2 separate regions of the Anas platyrhynchos genome follow, and region 2 is linked to region 1. A link is a contact called in public Hi-C data. All regions are on one chromosome and are shown on one strand. Each heading gives the region's core, a stretch centred on a gene start, on an enhancer-like site or on the middle of the called end of the contact. The rest is flanking DNA. Distances are from core to core; before and after follow the strand shown. Region 1 overlaps OSBP2 (oxysterol binding protein 2). Region 2 holds the start of LOC106019221.

Region 1 (3,315 bases), core at 597-3,096:
TAATTCATCTGGTGCAGTGGTGAGGTGGCCAGGGCTGCTCCAGCAGGAACCAGCTGCCCCATGGGAAGCTCCCAGCCAGGTTTCCTCTGAAACACCTGGGTGTTGTGTGAGCAGCTCCCAGCTCAGCGCAGGCTGGATCTTCAAAGCGTGCCTCTGGCCTTGCAGAGCCGCCCTCGTGCTCATCCCTGCTGCCTGTCTCTTCTTCCAGAGTCTGGGCTCCTCACCCTGTTCCCTGCGCTCTGAAAGCTGCTTCTCTGCGCCTGGCAGGAGCGGGAGGGATGTGCTGCTTCATTCGCTGTGCCTGCTAAAATTAGCTTAGTCTGTCATCTTGCTGACTTATAGCTGCAGCTGGGACGCGAGTCGGTGAGGATGCTTCCTTGCTGATCCCCAGGGCCAGGGTTTGCTGGGCCCAGCTCTGATTTAACCTTACCCTTGGACTTCCAGGCCTGATGACTGATGTCCTGCACCTACAGCAGCTCCTTCACGAACCTGTGCCATGTAGGTTCACGAGCAGCAGCTCACCGAGCACAGTGCGTGCTGAGCACAGGCTCTACGCTTATTTATAGCAGGTAGGGTCTGGGGGGAGCCTGCGGCAGCAGCGAGCAACGAAGCAAACAGCTGCTAGTTCCTGGCATGTGTAGGGTGAGGAGCATCAGAGCCTCTGCCAAACGTGGGTCCTTTTTTTTTTTTTTATTTTCCAGGGAGGATGTGGTGGAGCTGCCTTGTGCTGCAGGTACTGCTGGCATCAAGGGCCCCAAGCAGCGGTGTCTGGAGACGCTTAAATCTGACACCTGGGCTTTTCTGCACCCATCCCATCTGGGGGGCTTTCCTGGTGCTGTTAGTGGCACAGTTCCCACGTGTGGTGGTTTCTTCCTGCTCTGAGTGCTCTGAGCTCCACCACAACCACTCTCTGTCCCCCCCCTTTTTTTTTTCCTTCTTTTTTTTTTTTTCCTTTTATTTTTTCCTTCTTAAATCTGCTCTCTCAGAGGCCCAACCAACATCACTTACTGGCTTGGCTCTGGCCAGCGGCAGGTCCCTTTGGAGCTGGCTGAAACTGGCCCAGGCAGGGGCTTTTGTGCAAGTGGGAGCATGCCTTGGACATGGCAAGGAGGAGTGTTTCCAGCTCAAATACGTGGCTCAGTGTATTTCTGTGTTATTAGGCACTTATGATTTGCAAGTGCTGTTTTTTTTTTTCTCCTGGCACAGAGAAAGGCTATCGGAGGAAAATCAATTTTTAGGTCTGAAAATAATAACAATTCTAATTAGAAATAAGTCATTCAGTCACGAATGGCTGCGAGGGAGCCTCCTGCTTCAGTTTTTGTCCACCTGAGCACGTCAGCTTCTGCAGCACACCTGCAAAATGGAGAATTCGATTTGAGCTCAATGTGGGAAGGGAAATGTTTTTATTCTGGGTTAGTCTGGTGGCGCTGCTTTGGTGAATTTCAGTGAACTGGGACTCATGGGGATAGGATCACAGGTTTGTAGGGGTTGGAAGGGACCTCAAGAGATCATTGGGTCCAACCCCCCTGCCAAAGCAGGGATAGGACCTGACCGCATCAGCGCGCAGGGAGCTGGAGGCTGCCAGGCTGTGCCTGGGGAGCACTGTTCGGGCTCCATCCTTGGGGGATGGACTGTGTCCCTTGGGATGGGTGAAGAGGCCATTTAGGTGTTCTGCAGTCACTTAGGGCACTGCGTCTGCTGCAGGGGCCCAAGGGAATGAGAAACTCCACCAAAATGACCCTAAACCACCTAGAAAAAAGCCGTGGTGGTGGCAGCACGCTGCTCTCCGTGGACATAGCTGTGTGGGTGCCACGGCTGAGGCTCGAGCTGGGTGCTGGCGCTTTGCTGGAGCGATGCTGCGGTGGCAGGTTGCCCTCTCCTGGCACATCTCCTCCACGTCTCCTCCACAAACCCCGTGTTCCCATTGCCTGGAGGAGGGCTGGCAGCATGAGGCTCTCGTCACCAAGGATCCCTCATGAGGTTTCTGGAGCTTTTGGGTAGGGGACAGCCCCACAGAGGGACATGCTGAAGGTTTGCTCACTGTCGTTGCCTTTTCAGCTATCCTTCAGCAGCTCCTCTGCCCAGCCTGTGCTGGCACCTCGTGGTGCCGCGCGCTCCTGCAGCCCTCCTCCTCCTCCTCCTCCCGGTGCTGAAACCCAGTGCCACACCGCAGCCGCTCATCCCAGCGATCCGGCAGGGTGCTGAGTTTGCCCCGCTCCCCACGGTGGGGATCTGGGGCTGGGAAGGAGCTGCTGAGCCTGCCTGGTGGCACGGGGCTTGGCTTTGCTCCCCCAGCTCAGTGCTCAGCTCCTCGATTTCAGTATCAGCTCAGTGTGAGAATGCACCAAGCATGTGTCTGACAAGTGCAGCGGTTGCTGCTTGTGGGGCAATTTCAAGAGAACCAACACAGAGGATTAAAACAGGTGAGCTTTTAGCACGCAAGTCCTTGAAAGAGATGGCTTGCTTGCAGGGCATGGGTGGTCAGCAGAGTGGGAATTTATCATTCCCAAGGAGCTGAGAAGGTTTTAAGCCAAAATTCTCACCCTAGGAAATGAAAATCAACTCGGTGACAGAATTTAATGCCGCCTTGATCCTCCTTATGCGTGAGGGGACAGAACTGCAGGCTGAGAGGGAGCTGGTGATGCTGCAGGTCCCAGGTATGTGACAGGGCTGCTGGTAAATGTGCAGGGGGGCATTGGATTTTAGTAGATTTGTGCCTCCCAGCCCCATCTGCTCTTTCTTGGGGATGGAAGGGGGTCTCCCAAAAGAGGTCCTCGGTTTTGCTGCCTGTAAAGGGGCTCAGGCTTTGACATTCTCCCTTTTCAATGTGAAACAGAGTGGGTAGATCCTGTCCTGAGCCTGTTTTCAGCTGCACGAAGCCAGCAGTGATGCAGGACATCACCTTGAGCAGACCTGTCCGATGGAAATGAGTTAGCCTTCGAGGGAAAAAAATGACCGTGTGCCCTTTTTGTTGGTACGCCCTTTCTGTCGAACTCTTCCTTTTGGAAGCGGTCTCCTTTCTGCTGCTAAAAATCCACATCTCCCTGAAGATCTTGGGCTGGAAACGTGGTGCCAGCCGAGGAGCTCGCAGCCAGCGCTGTGCCAAAGCAGCCTGCGGGCTGTTGTGTCCTCCGTGGGCTGGAGGTGCCAGCTCGCCTGCCCCGGCTGCTGCTCGTCCCTAATTTGGGACGTGGCGATGGAAAGCTGTCCTCCCAGAGCCCAGCGGAGAGGTGTTATTTAAATCATTTCATTTAATGCATTTCTTTTTCCACGCTTCCTACCAGCGTGCTGGCAAATGTCCCGGCTGTTTTTAAC
Region 2 (3,315 bases), core at 512-3,011, 68 kb before region 1:
CCTGACCCCAGAATGGCACCAGTGGCTTCTGCTCCCAGGGCACCCATGGGTGCTGTGGTCCCTGCCCAGCTCCTGGGTGCCAGCAGGGAGCCCACACGGAGGCAGAGCTCACCTGGCCGCGGTTTCGCTGTAGAAACAGGACCTCAGGATGTGTTTCTTGGTGCCCCACGCTGTCAGCAGGCAGTGCACGTAGACCTGCTGGGACACCATCCGTCCTCACCACCACCTCCGGGCAGCTCACCCTTCCCCTTCCTCCCACCTCCGTGTCCACCCCATGGCTTCAGGGCTCCGTATCTGGGACCAGGAACACCCACAGTGGGACGAGGCCTTGGGGACACCCACGTCACCCCAAGGAGGTGGCCCACCACCAGGAATCTCGCTCCTCAACCTCACCCCAACCCCAACCTCACCTCCTCCTCGGGCCCAGCCTCCAGCACGGGGGGCAGGATGGAGAGCTGGAGGACAGACGCCCCTCTCTGGTGCTGGACAGACACACTGCCCAGATTCGGGCCGTGCAGGCACCTGGGGAGACCCAGGAACAAGTCAGGGACGTTTCCAAGCTGACCCCAGGGCCTCTCCCACCCCACACCAGGAGGTCTGTCAGGCCCCCAGCACCCACCCTTGGCTGTTGACCACCACGTAGGCCCTCCTGGAGTGTCCCGGCCACCCCGAGGCTGTCCCGTAGCACTGGTCCACGTAGATTCTGGGGGAGACACCAGGCCCGAAGTCCACCCTGGCCTCCAGGTGGAGGACAGAACCAGAGCTGAGCACCAGCGGCGTCTTCGTGGCACCAGGATCCCCTGAAGGAGGAAAATGGGATCAGTGCGACGTCCCCGAGCCTGTCCCACCACAGATGGGGACTTAGGACACATCCCGAGCCCATAAGGGGTCTCTGCTCCCACTGCTGTGAGGCAGGAACCTGGTTTTGGAGCCCACCCCCTGCTGTTGGCTGTCACCTTGGCCTGGCTCCAGACCTGCAGCACCTTCCTGGTTCAACCCCAAGGAGCAGAACAGGACCACATCACCCATCAGACTGATAAGAACCCCAAAACCTTCATAATGGGGTCCATCCCAGGGTCTTGCCCCTCCTAACACACAACTCAGAGCACTCACTGTGCAGGAGCCTCAAGGTGAAGTTCATGCTGGGCTCCTCTGAGCAGGGCTGTGCGTGAATCCCACCAGGCACGGTGGCAGCAGCAGGTTCTGGGGACATCACCTTTGTCCCCACACCTGAGGATGTCACTGGGGCCACTGCCACATGGCCAGAAAATGTGGGAGCAGCTGGGGCCGTGGGGGTCCCTGCAGGGAGGAAGAGAGTTAACAGGGGGAGGCTGAGCACGGAGAGGTGGGAACAGCATCCTTGAGGGATGGAGAGGACACCCAGGTCCTCAGATATCTCCAGAGCTCACAGAGGGGAGGTGGGGGCAGCACCAAGTGAAGAACCCCCCAGGAGCACGTCTGGAGCTGCACATGGTGTGGGAGAGCACCACCAGCAGCCAGGGACCCCATGGGTAGCCCTGGAGCCCCATCTAGAGCAGCCCCTAATGGACCTGCAGGGACAGGGAGCTCCCATACCACCTCCCCCAGTAGGACCAGTACCAGCAGGAACAGGAGGCCATCAGGAACCAGCACCATGGGGCACCCACCCCCCACCACGAGCAGCCAGGGGTCCCCAGCCCCACTCACCTGCCACCCCCAGCACAGCCCCACACACCAGCACCCACCAGCACAGCCCCATCCTCAGAGAGCAACAGCTCAGCCCCAGTGTTGGGGGGCATTTAAGAGCAGGTGAGTGCAAATGGGCCCCACCTGGCACTGATTTTTTTTTTTTTTTTTTTCCCTTTTTTGGTTCTCTGTTTTTGTGATCTCTGCAGTAAAACCTTGCTGTAAGCCGTGGGAGATCAGGGAGAGCCCAGCCTGTGCTGTTGGGTGCACACCCGCTGGGGCTTCAGAGGGGATTTGGGGCCCTGGGAAGGGGTGTTTCTCCACAAACACAAACTTTTGTGGTCACGGGGAACCGTGGTGGCTTTTCCCTGCGGTTGTCCCGACCCAGGGATGTCCCAGGAGCAGCCTCTAAACCTCTGCTCCCTGCCCTCCCCGAAGGGCATCTTTGGGACTTGCCCCTTCGGTGACATCCCAGTGCCACCATCCCCAGCCAACAGGGACCTGCCATCACCCCACGCACCCAGGGCCTCCGAGCACCGGGCCGAGGAGCTTTAACGGGTGGCACCGGTGGTGGGGGCAGAGCTGGGGCATCGCCGGGGGGCAGGATCTGTCTCTTGTCCCCATCCCCTTCCCACGGAGAAGAACGAGACCGACGGAGACCAGCTGGACCATTGGTGTATTAAAAACTGCCAAATATACAATCCGATTATCTTACAAAATAGAATTGCTTTTTTTTTTTTTTTCTTTTTTTTTTTTTTTATTGCTTGCATTTACAAACAGAGCAGAACACGAACCACACCGGGGAGTGGCAGGGCCGGGCTCCCTGCTGCTGTCCCGGGCTGGTGACAATCTCCTGTCACCCCTGCAGCCGCACGGTGCCACCTCGGTGCCCGGCCTGGGCCACTCTCAGCTTTACCCGTGCCATTGTCATCCAGCCCGGCCAGGACACCCGAGGGCTCCCCATGATGTGGCTCGTCCCCGTGTCCCACTTGTACCCAGGGCTGGCACCTCTGGGACCCTGCTCCACGCCTGCTCCCCACACCAGTTCTCACCAGACCCCGTGGTCCTCCCGGGATGTCCCCGGTGGGGACTGGCACCACAGGGCCCTCTAACTGGGACAAGAGGGGGCTGGGGGGGGATCTGCTGCCATGGGGTCCTGCATGGACGTGCTGGGGACCGCCGCTGGCACAGGCTGGGGCTTTTGGGGTGGTTTTGTTGCTCTGCAAATTCACGTGTGGATGGTGCTTAGAAACCTGCTGGGGCTTCCTGGGTCTGGGCTGATGGTGTGCCAGGCACCAACAGCCACGGGTGCGCTGAGGACACGTGGCACTCGATGCACCCATGGGCTGGGGGAGCCCCAGCAGCGTGGTGGGCCCCAAAAACTGGGCTGGAGGGAAAGGGGATGGTGAGATCAGCCCCCACTGGGAGTGATGCTCCAGAATACCCGTGCACACCTGGCCCCACGGGTCCCACCACTGCCCGACCCACAGCGCACCTCTGGTGGCGCAGTGGTGGATGTCTATTGCTGTGACAAGGGCACGACGGGGACCTGTCCTTCCCATCCTGCCTCCAGCATTTCCACGTGGCAGGAAGAAGTGGATCCTGTTGGGAAAGACCCCCAAACCCCCCCAATCCTTGAAGCCCTTGCTG

Evidence for each region. A called contact is a pair of places that touch in the nucleus more often than the background predicts.
Region 2: a contact with region 1 is called in a Hi-C map of subcutaneous adipose tissue, with 2.4 times the contacts expected there. The contact joins the promoter of LOC106019221 here to the enhancer-like site in region 1. A contact is called at or near these places in 2 of 8 Hi-C or Micro-C datasets (liver and subcutaneous adipose tissue).

Annotation. Positions count from the first base shown.
Region 1 is chr16:5,144,497-5,147,811 of IASCAAS_PekinDuck_T2T, reverse strand. All of the region lies in intron 2 of OSBP2 (oxysterol binding protein 2), which reads left to right. Among named protein-coding and RNA genes, the nearest start is that of OSBP2, 28 kb to the left of the region's middle. Within about 2 kb of position 1,846, at least 1 of the 8 cell types and tissues checked has an H3K27ac peak or open chromatin away from gene starts, as enhancers often do.
Region 2 is chr16:5,211,995-5,215,309 of IASCAAS_PekinDuck_T2T, reverse strand. It overlaps LOC106019221, which reads right to left and starts at 1,761. Exons shown (of 8, transcript XM_027469886.3): 1 at 1,687-1,761; 2 at 1,114-1,299; 3 at 620-800; 4 at 411-522; 5 at 113-195. The coding sequence starts at 1,738. It overlaps GAL3ST1 (galactose-3-O-sulfotransferase 1), which reads right to left. Exons shown (of 3, transcript XM_072024219.1): 3 at 2,332-3,315.